2 separate regions of the Mus musculus genome follow, and region 2 is linked to region 1. A link is a contact called in public promoter capture Hi-C data. All regions are on one chromosome and are shown on one strand. Each heading gives the region's core, a stretch centred on a gene start, on an enhancer-like site or on the middle of the called end of the contact. The rest is flanking DNA. Distances are from core to core; before and after follow the strand shown.

Evidence for each region. Promoter capture Hi-C pulls out the DNA fragments that hold promoters and counts their contacts.
Region 2: a promoter capture Hi-C map of hippocampal neurons shows a contact between it and region 1, with 5 times the contacts expected there. The contact joins the enhancer-like site here to the promoter of Afap1 in region 1. A contact is called at or near these places in 4 of 39 promoter capture datasets (the 3T3-L1 cell line, cranial neural crest, hippocampal neurons and 1 more), 11 of 484 Hi-C or Micro-C datasets (the AML12 cell line, the C2C12 cell line, Sertoli cells and 5 more), 7 of 115 datasets of contacts at active chromatin or transcription factors (craniofacial prominence, differentiating embryonic stem cells, embryonic hindbrain and 4 more) and 1 of 9 other capture datasets (embryonic stem cells).

The regions. Positions count from the first base shown.
Region 1 is chr5:35,891,830-35,898,032 of GRCm38.p6, reverse strand. Afap1 (actin filament associated protein 1) reads right to left here and starts at 4,714. Exons shown (of 17, transcript NM_027373.2): 1 at 4,493-4,714.
Region 2 is chr5:36,413,177-36,419,757 of GRCm38.p6, reverse strand. No RefSeq gene overlaps it. Among named protein-coding and RNA genes, the nearest start is that of Sorcs2, 18 kb to the right of the region's middle. Within about 2 kb of position 4,862, at least 64 of the 459 cell types and tissues checked have an H3K27ac peak or open chromatin away from gene starts, as enhancers often do. A contact at or near this core is called in Sertoli cells, embryonic fibroblasts and hippocampal neurons, where this site is marked.

The DNA.
Region 1 (6,203 bases), core at 3,465-5,964:
ACACACATTTTCATATAAACCATATAAAACCGGAATTCGAACTTGATGATTTCCCCGAAACGCCCACCAAATGATACTGATCGTTCAGGATATAAAACAATGCTAAGTTTCCTGGCACCGCATCCAGGACTCTTGAGTGTGTATAGAAAAGCAGAGAAAAATCGACTATTAATGTTGCATCTTTTTATAACTTTGGCAGCATAGGATTTTACAACTTAAAAAAAAAAAACTCTTCTCTTTGTAATTGCATTGAATCTTCCAAATAATAATAACATTTTAAAGGCATTACTAAGAACTAACGCACTTGTGCAGATCAAGGAACTGAGGCTGAGAGAACCTGATTAAAAAGCCAAACTCTAACTCAAGACCCCTCCTAGAGAACTGTCGGACGCGATCCTTAACCTCATTCACATCTACATCCTGTCGACACACGGAACGGTTCTGGGTCCCAGTGCAATAACAGACATAGGAACCTGAGAGTGGAAAGGGTGGCCTGGGAAGCCCTGAGTGGTAGTGACACAATAGCCGTAGACATACAGTCTGAAAAGAGCAATCCTCCACTGTTATGTGAGGGCTACATGGTGACTTACAGAGGTATCAAGCTGTAGAATAAAGGAAGTGACATCATGGTTTAAAGCCCTCATGGCAGCCACAGAAATCTCCAGACATGGTTGGGAGCAGACAGATGGCACCTAACCAACCTGATGTGTTCAGTGATGTGTGAATACGGGCAAGAGGACAATAGTGGAGATCAACCCCTATCCCTGTGCAGAAACCCCTGTCACTTCATCTGGACAGAAATCAAGGCAGCTACAAATGAAACCGAGGAAAGAAACTCAAATTGAACAAATTGAAACCGAGGAAAGAAACTCAAATTGAAAGGGGATGTGTCGCAGTAAAGAACGTCAACCCTAGGCAGAGCTGCCATCATCAACTTTCAATCCCTGTCGTTATCTAGATAGCAGGGAGAACTGTGTCCTTTCTACACACAGACACCCGGCCAGAAGAAACTCTGCACACCGAATTCCCACCTCACCACAGACACACAGATGAGCACGGAAGGGTTGGCTTCTGCTCCTTAGAGCTGAACTCCTCTGCCAACCCTTTAACACATGATGTTTTTAGCACTAAGATCAGATGAGCCTTTCAACATTTAGGCAGAGCCCAGGGCATCTACTTGGGGTACTCTTAAGATTCCACTTGTTTCAGAGTCTCTCAAGTAAAATCCTGGCTATAGATTGGGACCTGGAAATGCGCAGTTGGCAGACTCCATCCGACAACACACCAACAGATGCTCTTGAAAACAGATCTGCACCCAACGGCTTCATTAAGGGAGGAATGTGATATAGTGGAGATGCAAACAGAATACAATTATAAAGGGTTCAAAGGGGCTGGAGCGGTGCTTTGTGGGTAAGAGAGTGTAAGGGCTGAGAGACAGTTCATGGTCAAGGATGCTTGCTGCTGTGCTCAGGGAATCTGGTTTTCAGCACTCACATCAGGAGGCTCCCATCTGCCTGCAACTCCAGACCCAGCATATCTGATGCCCTCTTCTGACCTCCCAAGGCATTCCATGTGTATGTGCACATACACATGCACACGCACATCTCTCTGGTGGGGGTGTAAATCTTCAAAAAGGCCAAAATCAAATTTAATTTTAATTTTTCAAAAAGCATGCAAGACAACACCAAAAAGTGCAAGTTTCCATTGCACACACTTGTCCCAAACACTGATGATCTACCCAACCTTTATAAATTTCAATTTTATTTTACTTAATGACTATGGGCGTTTTGCCTCCATATGTCTGTCATATCACATGCACACAGTGTCCGCAGAGGCCAGAGATGGCATTGGGTGCCCTGGAGCTAGACCATGTGGGTATAGGACCGCCCCAGGTCCTCTGCACAAGCAGCCAGCAACCTTGACCACGAGCCATCTCTCAGTCCTTGGATAAACCTTTGTAAAAAGAAACTGAGAAGCAAGGAAGTAGCTTGCTCTTTAGACTACATTTTTCAAATATCTCCTTTATATCTTTGCCATAGGCCAACTTCCTTCTGCTATATTTGGTTAAAAGAATGAAGGGTTTAGGGCCAAGAATGTTCCTTAAAATTGTCTACTTGAAGACTTTCAAAGGTGAGACTGCTAAAACCTAGAGGAGAAACTACCCAGGAAGGACAGTAAATCAACTTCAGGGCCAAAATTAGACTCAATGAACTCTGTTCGAGTACTCTACATCATAAAACACACTCAGTCAGACAGGTTAAAAAAAATCTTTACTATCTTTGGTGGGTTGAGGCTTTGTACCTGGATTCATGGTGTAGACAAAGGCTCTCTCATTTGGGCCCCACCTCCTCCCTGCTCTGGGGTACAAACTGGGTCTGTGGCTTTCAGAGTGTTGGTTTTTTTGTTTGTTTGTTTGTTTGTTTGTTTGTTTTAACAAGCTATGATAGGTACTTTTGGCCCAAACTCACAATGTCTAAAGGACAGAACTAACATAAGGAAGGCTCAGAGAGAACATTTGATGAGGCAGAAGCTTGCCAGAGCTCAGCACCCAGAGCTGAGCTGGTGCAAGCACAGAAGTAGGAGATGGCAGAGACTAAGTGTGCATCTTATAGCAGGACAAGGATGGCTCCTAGCTGTTTCATATCCTATCCTGCTATTAGAGTTGGGCTCTCTTTTAGGACAAACTGTGGGTTGCTTATTGAAACTCCTAGTTCCAAATGCTGCCTGCCTTCTCCCCACAGAAAGACACTGGCTTGATTTCTTTCTCTCTCTCTTTCTCTCTCTCTCTCTCTCTCTCTCTCTCTCTCTCTCTCTCTCTCTCTCACACACACACACACACACACACACACACACACACACCATCCTGGATACATGACAAGTGATTTTGAAATGCTCAAAGAAGCAGTATCTAATGAATGGTCTCCACATTAGTTAGTAGCTGAGGAGGGCCCAGCCTGAGGGGCAGCATCAGGTCCCCTCCCTGGACCTCACCCCAGGGCTGCCTTCATAAATCTGATCTCCAACTGTAACTGCTTTGGCTTGGTTCCCTGGGTGTAGATTTTCTTGATTCAAACTCATTCTGCAGCACGCCAAGTTCTTGGGAGAGTTTCTTCCACTTGCCAGGCGCTGACTGGGAGTTACAAAGTCAACTCTCTGGCTTTCCAGATTTTTTTTTTCTTCCCAACGGAAGAAATCAAGAAGCTGAGGGCAGAGAGGCTCTGCTCCCTCCAATCAGCACCGGCCTCTGGGTCGCCAGGCCTAAGTCAGGAGTAAGAAACTCCATGGCTGGACTTGCAGCTTCCAGCACAGTGACAGCCCCACGCTCCCCAGAGACCCGCAGGGTGAGGGGCACGTTCTCAGACGGGCTACTCCAGAGCCCGTGTAGCGCCCCCCACCCCGCCCGCTCCCCGCTTCAACTCACTGAATAAAGACAATACCAAAGTCCGGTCCACACCACCTTAGGCTAACTGCGCCCAGCACGCACAGGGCTTCGCTCACCTCACCGAAACTCCAGTGCCCAATGCACACCCAAAGCGGGGGCCAGGACTGAATGGGCAAAGCCTGGGTCGACAAGCCATGGGACACAGGACCAGGATCCCATGCGCGCGTGTCCACGCTGTCACCTTCACTGACACACGAAATCGTACCAATACAGGGACAGAAACAGCCTTTCCACCCGCCAAGCCTCCCCACACACTTAAGTCCACGTAGTTACCTCCGGAGCCATCCACACCACATAGGGAAACAGGAAGGCTCCCTCACACAAGGGTCCCCCAACCCCCGGTCCCTCTTGGTGACAATCAACTAGCTACACCCAAGAAGGAGGGCCGGAAAAGAGCCCACTCGTGGGGTGGCCAGGACCTGGAGGTGCAGAGCCCTCTGTGCCACCCGGCGGCGAGACAATGCCAGGGCGCACAGACTCCTGAGTGCTCGGGTCCATCCAGGCCAGCCCTCTCGGTGTTCCTGTCCCTCTAGAGGAGAAGGCAGCTGCCACCAACCGGGCAGCACACTCTCCGACCCATTTCAGCCGACTGCCAAGCCGGGAACCCCAGTTCAGCCTTAGCGATCGTCCTGCAAGTCCAAATATGCGGTCTGTCCTTTAGGTCTCGGATGACCGGATCTTCGAACAGTTCTTGGAAAACCATCCCAGCCCGCTGACCCTGCCCAGCCCTGTCTGGGGACCCTGAAGGGCCTCGGGGACCCTACCTGGCCCTGGGGACTCTGACCTCCAGGGATCCAACTTAGCCCTGGAGACCCCGTCCACCCCTGTATAGGGACCATGCCCTGTCCGGAGACGCTGCCCTGTCAGGAGTCCCTGGTCAGTCCTGTCTAACACCCTGAAGGGCCTCGATGACCCTACCCGGCCCTGGAGATCCTGCCCAGCCTTGTCTGGGGACCCTGCCCGGCCCAGGGCATCCAGCTTGGGGACCTTGCCCGAGGACATCGTGGGACACCTGGCCCCGCTACGGGTTCAAAGTCGCCGCCGCCTCACCTCAGGATTCAGTGGCTCGTGAGCACTGGACGGCCGAGAGGAGCGCAGCCCGCGGAGCGCCCGCTGCCTCAACAATGGAGCCCGGGGCGGGGCCCTGCGCAGCTCAGCGATCTCTCAGTCGGGACCTGGAGCCCAGACACCGCCGGTGCGAGCTGTGGCCGGAGGATTCTGCGCAGGCGCGACAGGCCCCGCCTGCCTCCATAGCCCCGCCCCCTGAACAGCAAGAACCCGCCCTCTAGCCAATGGTTAGGGAGTTGGGCGGAGGGGGCGGGGCCAGGAGGAACAAAGAGAGGCTGGGCGGGGCCGTGGGTCCGAGCCGGCACCCGGGACTCTGCGCTGATCTGATTTCGCTTCGGGCTCAGCGCCCACGTGGACTAAGCTCAGTGGTACTCGGTGCTCACCCCAAAGCTAGAATTGGTTCTAAAGGAAAACTGATGGTTCTTGCCATCCGAATTGCGATCCTCATAGCCTTGTCCGTCTTCTGGTCGAAGGGTGTTGGTATCATTAAGGGTGGAAAGAAAGAGAAAACTCCCTTTAGGTGCTGTGCCAAGCAGATCCATTTCGCTGTCCTACTTCAGGATCCAATTATTAATCTCATCCCTTTCCTGCTCAGAGCCTTGTTTTTGTTTTTTGTTTTTCCATTCCCCCACCAGGCATGACTCCTATCTACCTACTACCATTTCCATTTATCCATATCTCAATTATCTTTAAAATTCGCCCAAGCCTTAGAGGACTGTTCTGGAATGTATCTCTACAACATTCGTGGATTTCCCTCTATTTCACAACCTGTCCCTCTTCTCCAAGACTTCCCTTCTGCCTCTGACGAGAGCCTTTGTGATCATGGCTGGAGACAGCATGCTTCTCTTGGGATGGATACCCTCATCAGAAGCCCTATCCACATACATGATCACTGCAGGATCCAATCCAGTCAGCAGTGATCACCAGACCTCAGTTGGACTCCCCCCAAATTACAAATAGCTTACTTCCAGAGACAGGCCAGCCTGCCGCTCCTCAGTGAGTCCTGGAGTCCATGCAGAGCCTCAATCCTCCTGTCTGACTCCCCAAGCCAACAGATGATCTGCTTGCCCAGGCACTGGGGCCTCTTGGTACAGCCCCTTATTCGAGAAGAGCTATTCTTGGGAATGGGTTTGATTGGTGTGGTTAGTGTTAATTGTTAACTTGTTGTGAAGGATTACCTCATCGCTGAGCATGCATGTACAAAGTAGTTACCTAGATTTGGTTGAGGTGGGAAGACTAACACTGAAGGTGGGTAGCACTTGTCACTGGGCTCAAGTCCTGGTCTGTTTTAAAAGGAGCCATCTAGTTGAGTTCAGGTATTAATTGGCCTCAGCTTCTTGAAGGTGAGTGTGGTAGGACCAGCAGCCTTCAGCTCCTGACACTGTGACTTCCTTACAGTCAAGGACTGGACCACAGCTGGAGAGCCGTGGGCCAACAGAAACCGTTCTTTCCTAACTTGCTTTTGTCCAGGTATTATCAGGACAACAGAAAAGCGAGACATTCTGGGACACCGTCCTGCTGTACGAGCTGTGCTGGGACACAGAGGCAGGATGGTGGGCTGCTTTGCTCAAAAATGAGAGCAGCTGTGCTTGGGGAAGGCCAGAGAAGGAGACAAATAAAGGGAGCCAAGGAAGATGGGAGGGGAAGGCAGGTGGCGTGAGGATGGGAGAGATGGCTATTATGGCCCGGAACA
Region 2 (6,581 bases), core at 3,613-6,112, 520 kb before region 1:
GGAGTGGGTTTTGAAGTCTCTGAAGCTCAGGCCAGGCCCAGTGTCACTCTCTTCCTGCTGCCTGCAGATCCAGATGTAGGACTCTCAGCTATCTCTACAGCATCATCTCTGCCTTCATGCTGTCATGTTTTTTACCATGACGATAATGGGCTAAACCTCTGAGCTGTAAGCCAGCCTCAATTAAATGTTTTCTTTTATAAGAGTCACTGTGGTCATGGTGCCTCTTCACAGCAACAGAAACCTCAACTAAGACATTCTCATTCTCTCACCAGTTTGCTCATATGTCTGGACCTCATGTTAATGTGAGTGCTGGGTCTAGAGTTGCATAGGCCATGTTCAGTCTCAGGTCTGATGCATGATTAGGGATCCAAAAGCAATTTAGGAGAGAAGGGGCTCATTTGGCTCACATTCTTGGGTTACAGTTCATTAATATTGGCCAGTAAACGCCCCTGAGTATCTAGGACAGTGTTCAGGGGCAGTTCTGTCTTTGGGCAGGTTATGGGGTAGTGGAAGCTGGGAACTGATGCCAGGTATAGGCTTCCCAAATACCAACCCCTAACCTCCTCCTGCCCTCGGAGATGGTCTGTTCCCATTTGTGATGAGTCTGCAATGATACTGAGCTTGCAAATGAGGACTGGCTAAACCACTCTGACCTTATTTCTAGATGCACCTGCCATGCTGTCTGTGTGGCCACAAAGTAGGGAGCAGTATCCAGGTTCTGTTGGGGAGCTGCAGTTTGCAAAGATGGACAAGCACACATGCAGGAACAGGGGAATGACAGGATCTGTGGGAAGCTACAGCGGGACTGGGGAACACTACCTACCACAGAGTAGATATCAGGGAGGCCGTCCTGGAAGAATGAGCATCAGTTTTAAGAGATGAGCAAGAAGGAATGCAAGCTAGTGCCAAGGAAACATGAACATGAGTGTTGCTCCAAAATCATGGTGGGATGCATGATCGTCTGAGAGACATGGTGTGTCTGAGAGCCAGTTTGATCTCTTCTGTCCAGCGAAAGGGCAGTGTTCTCCTGTTGAGCAAAAGATTCCCAAGGCAGATGGTTAGAATAGAGCTGAGCCTGTATGTTGCATCTGCACAAAGGGTCTATGATGTAATTTATTACAACCAATGGGGCTTAGGCAGCAGCATCTATTTCTCAACACTCTGCAAGCTGAAGGCTGAGACTAGGGTACCAGTGTGGGTGCTGGTGAAGGTTCTCTTGGGCTTACAGATGGCTGCCTTTAGGGAGAGATGGAGAGGGAGAAAGAGGAAGGAGGGAGGGAAGAAGGGGGAGAAAGAAAGGGAGGGTGTGAGAAAGAGGGGATATTGTTTGGCATCTCTTTAAAACATTTTTTTACTCTATTTGTAATTGTGTGTGTGTGTGTGTGTATGTGTGTGTGTCTGTGCCTGTGCATGTGCATGTGAGCACAGATGCCCACAGAGACCAGAGGTGGAGCTAGAGTTATAGGAAGTTGTGAGCAGTCCAGTGTATGTGCTGGGATTTGAACTCTGGTCCTCTGGAAGAGCAGAGTGTACTCTTAACTGATGAGCAGTGTCTCTAGCCTGGTGTCTCTCCTTATAAGGAAGCTTCCCTGGATTGGGGCTCTACCCTCATGAGCTGATCTAACCCTGTCCACTTCCGAACAGTCCTACCTCCAAACGCCATCTTCTTGTAGGTTAGGGCTTCGGGGTGTGAGTCGGGAGACATCTGTTTAGCCTGCAGCAGTTGAAGACCCTTCTAACCTGCTTGTCTCTCCACCTCTGAAGCGTATGAAATAAGCCTTCTTCCATATTTGAAGATGTGCTGATTTTGCTGGCTGCAAGCAGCCTCTGGGAAACCCTAGACCCCAGCTCCCCCTCCGCTGGCCCTGTCACACTGAGCACCAGCATGGATGAGGGGGAATTGTATGGTACGAAAGGCCTGTGCTTTGGAGAGGATAAACCGCCCTCTAAATGCACATTATTGTTATTTTTATTACAGGCATCAGAGCAAAACCACTGGTTCAAAGGGGCTAATTTAGTTATATCAGGAATAAGAGCTACTTGAGTTGAAAACTCATTCTCCTTGGTGATATTTGCTTTGGGTATAAATCAAGAGAAGGGCTTTTAAAATATTTTTAGTACAAATGTATTTCAATCACTCGGTCAGTCACCTCTTAGTATGGTTACTGAACAGGCTCCCGGGAAGAGAGAAGCTGGCTGGCTGTGGAGTTCGACAATCCTCCCCTCTCTTCACACAATATTTGATTTCATTGATCTGAAAGAAGAGGAAGGGAAATTGCTGGTTTACGGAAAATCGGGGGTTCTGCGAGTGGCAGAGGGCACTGTGGTGGACCTGACCTCAACCTAGAGTTGGAAATTATTCTGGTATTATCAGTTGGGGACTCCATGGAAGTTCCAGCATCCAGCATGCCCTATTCTAGCCTTGCATTAAGGTCAAGTGTCCACGGAAGGCTAAGTTCCTTAAGTCATGGTGGATAGCCATGCCACATGGCTGTTGATGTTCCACGTGGCAGACATGGTTAATGAATCAGGCTCAATTTACCACTAAGCCATGATCTCTGACTGGGAGCTCCAGGCAGATGGTCTTAATGAATCAACCTTTGAGATCGTTGCTATTGGTTGTCAACTTGATTGGATTATGATTGTGGGACACCTGGAGGTGTAGTGAAATACATTTCTGGGTGCTTCTGTAAAGATGTTTCCAAACCAGGCAGGAACACGCCTTTAATCTCAACACTCAGGAGGCAGAAGCAGGCAGATCTCTGTGAGTTCAAGGCCAGCGTTGTCTACAGAGTGAGTTCCAGGAGAGTGAAAGAGACATAATGATACCTACCATGTCTTAATAAAAGCCAAAGGGGATAGGGAGAAAAAAATGTTTCCAATGTTCATTGATGACTTCAGCATCTAAGTTGGCTATTAGAGGAGGCCGTGGAAGATGGGGCCTGGTTGGAGGAAGTAGGTACCTGCCTAGGGGTGTGTCTTTGTGGGTGTATCATGCCCTGGCTCCTTCCTGTTATTCCTCAGTCTCCTGGTGCCACAAGGCAAGCTGCTCGGCTTCTCTGCTCTGGTGTCTCTTCAGCTGTGATGTCCTTTTCACCACAGGCCCAAGGGATGGGACCAACATCTGAGACCTCAGAAACCACCGAGAGGTGGAACAAGATCGTCCTCCCCTTAGTTGTTGCTCAGGGAAGATTCTGCCTGACACACTCTCCCAGCCTTGAAACATGCTGGAGCTGGCAAGGAAGAGCTTTAAAGTCTGAAAGAACAATCTGCACGGTTTGAGAGGCATGGGAAGGAAGGCCAGTGAAGTGAGAGCTGGGATGCTGAGTTAGGAGGATTGTGAGATCAGGCCAGCCTGTAACTACACAGCGAGACTGTCTCAAACCAACAAAAAAGAACCCACAAGTTGTAATTAAAATATACACATCACAGAACTTCCCGTCCAGCCATTCCTAGCAGGTAGTCCAGTGTCATCAGGCACAGTCACATAGCTGTGAGAGACAACAGTTAGTATCTGCTTGTCTGTCCATCCATCCTTCCATCCATCCACTTACCAGCCAACCCATCACTCACCTGTTCATTCTCAAATGTCTGTCTATCATCATCATCATCATCATCACCAGTCTATCAATTTATCTACCTATCATCTATGTATCATTTATATATCACCTAACTATTGATTTTCAATTATCAATCATGTATCTGCTATCATTTTATCTATCATCTATGCATCATTTACCTATCACCTAACTATTGATTATCAATCATCTATCTATCTATCTATCTATCTATCTATCTATCTATCTATCTACCTACCTACCTACCTATCAATTCAAGAATGGTATTCATTACAAATTACAGAGGTTGTGTAACCCATGATGTGCCACCTGCAAGCTGGAGTGCTGGAAGAGCCTGTGGTGTTGTGACATCCTGAGAGCAGCCACTCCGGCTGATGTAGACCCCAGTCTGGGTCTGAAGGCCTAAGTCATGGGAGTGCCAAGAGCAGGGATAGTCACATCCTAGTAAAAGCAGGTGGCAGGGTCCTTCCTACTTCACCCACTCTGTCCAGACCCTGGTCCCTGGGATGCCATCCTTCTTCCCCCTGGAGTGTGTGTGTGTGTGTGTGTGTATGTGTGGCTGTAATCATATAGGATTCTCACCCAGAAACACTACCACAGATACATCAGGAGCCATGCTGAAACACTTGTATGAATTTCACTGTCACATGGACACGAAGTCACCCATCGCAATGGGGAGGCTGTCATGTCCTGCTATCATGGAACTCCATTAGGAAATCCCACCAGGAGACACTGCCCAAAACCTGCTCTTCTCTTTGGCTTGCCCTGAAAATGTGCTTTCTTCTAGCTGTGTGTGTGAACTTCTTAGATATGGAGGGAAGCAAGCCCACAGTCCTCGGCTCCTTCTTTTGATGAAGGTAAAAGCTTCCTCCATGAGTCCTCTGTGCCTTTCCACAGACTGCACACCACAGGGAGCAGGAATTGACTGACAGCTTCCATCCATCATGAGTCACTTTGTGTGGGAGCATGCCACCTCCCTGTTTCCTGTCATTCTGATTGCGGTAGTTGGTTCATGCAGGAGACCTCTGCTGGCTCTGGTGACAGAAGCCTCTTGAGAAAAGCAGCAGAGAGCTTGCCACAAGGAAATGGGGGCAGCAAGCTGGCAGGTGTGGCCCTCGGGCCACTGCGCCACATCTGAGTCTTCAGAAAGGATAAAATCACTTGCCTTGTATGCCTGCTGGCCTCAGGGCAGGTGCTCTGGCTGACAACTCAAAGCCTTGCTGAGGCTCTGGCCCAGACTAATCTGGTTCCTCTGAATAGAACTGGCTGAGGCTGAGTCACTGCTGGGGTGTGGGGTCCTACCTTCCTATCCTGTAGCTGCCTTTACAAATGACCACAGCGTTCTGTCACAGGAGAGAAGGCTACAAGTCCAAGGTCAAAGTGTGGGCAGGCAGACTCCTGTCTGTGAGGGAGTCTGAAGAGGCCGCTGTCTGCCTTCTGCTGCTGTGCTGCTGAGGTCTGTGCGCCTCAGACTGTAGGCACACTACACCAGCCTCTTCACTTGCTCTCCACAGGCTTCCCTCCAAGGCTGCTCTCTCTCTCTCTCTCTCTCTCTCTCTCTCTCTCTCTCTCTCCCTCTCTCTCTCTCCTTCCCTCTCTTACTGCATATATGTAGTATGACATTTGCTTGTGAAAGCACACACAGGAATGCTTGAGGACAACCCAAACCTTGACCCAGGGCTCTCATCTCTTTGCTGTTTGCATCTGCAAGTTCAGGGGACTCTACTGTCCTCATGCCCATCTCGCTTACAAACATGAGGTGGTTTAAAATAGGAATCACCCCCATAAGCTCATGTAGTTGAATGTTTAGTCATTGGGGTGCAGCACTACTTGAGAAGAACCAGGAGGCGTGGCCTCATTGGGGAAAGTGTGCCAGACCCAGTGGCCTGCTGTTGCTTTCTGCTGCCTGTGGATCTGGGTGTAGAACTCCCAGGTCTTCCAGCACCATGTCTGCCATGCACACTGCTACCCTTCCCACCATGATGATAACAGACTAAACCTCCAAACTGTAAGCAAACTTTATACAAATTGCTGTGGTCATGATGTCTCTTTGCAGCAATAGAATTATGACTAAGACAGCATTTTAGGCACGTGCTTTCACATTGGGCTTCACATAGGTTCTGGGGATTTGAACTCAGGTCCTCAGGTGTGTGAGGCAAGTGCTTTAACCCACTAAGCCATCTCTCTAGCTCTCTTTCCTATGTTTTATAAGGCCATGTGATGTCAGGGGTTTAGGATCCACCCTGAACCAGACTGCTTGAATTTAACCTTGAAATTCCTAGCAAATCTTACTCACAAGGACCCTGCTTCCAGATAATGTTATATCCAGAGTTTCTTAGGGTCAAAGTGGGAGACACGTCTTTGTGATAGGCACATGTCAATTATTATTGAACACAATTGCTTGGAGTGGTTCTCAGGTTGAAGTGGATGTGTAAGGCAGGTGTGCCAATAGCCAATGATCAAGATGAGCCTCCGAGGGTAGGTACCTCTGAGCAAGGGACCAGTCTGGGAGCTGGGAAAGCTGAAGTCAGAGAAGAGTTATCCTGGGGTGAGGAGACTGAGGACCACCCCAGGGATCCAAGGAGCAGGACAAGGCTATGACAGAGTGGTCCCAGATGAGTGTTCAGTGACAAGCAGGCTCAGATCTGGAGAAGCTAAGGCCCTTAGATCTGGAGGCCGTCGCATAGAGGATGAGGGTGGGGTTGCGGCTGAAGGCTGTGGAGTTCAAGGTAAGACTTTGACAATTGGTGGGCTATGGGACCTGGCACAGTGTACATAATGTCTCAGAGCCTCACTCTTCTCACCTGTAGAATGGGATGCTACTAACAGAGGTAGGGGGCTGCAAGAAGGCTGGGACATGTTGTTGGCCTTTCAGCCACCAGTGGCTATAGGTACAGTCATTCCACTCTGTCCAACATGGGGTAGACCCACATGGAATGACAGCCAATGTGGAAGCACATTTCTGTCTTTATAAAAGAAAGCTTTATTGAGGCATAACTTACA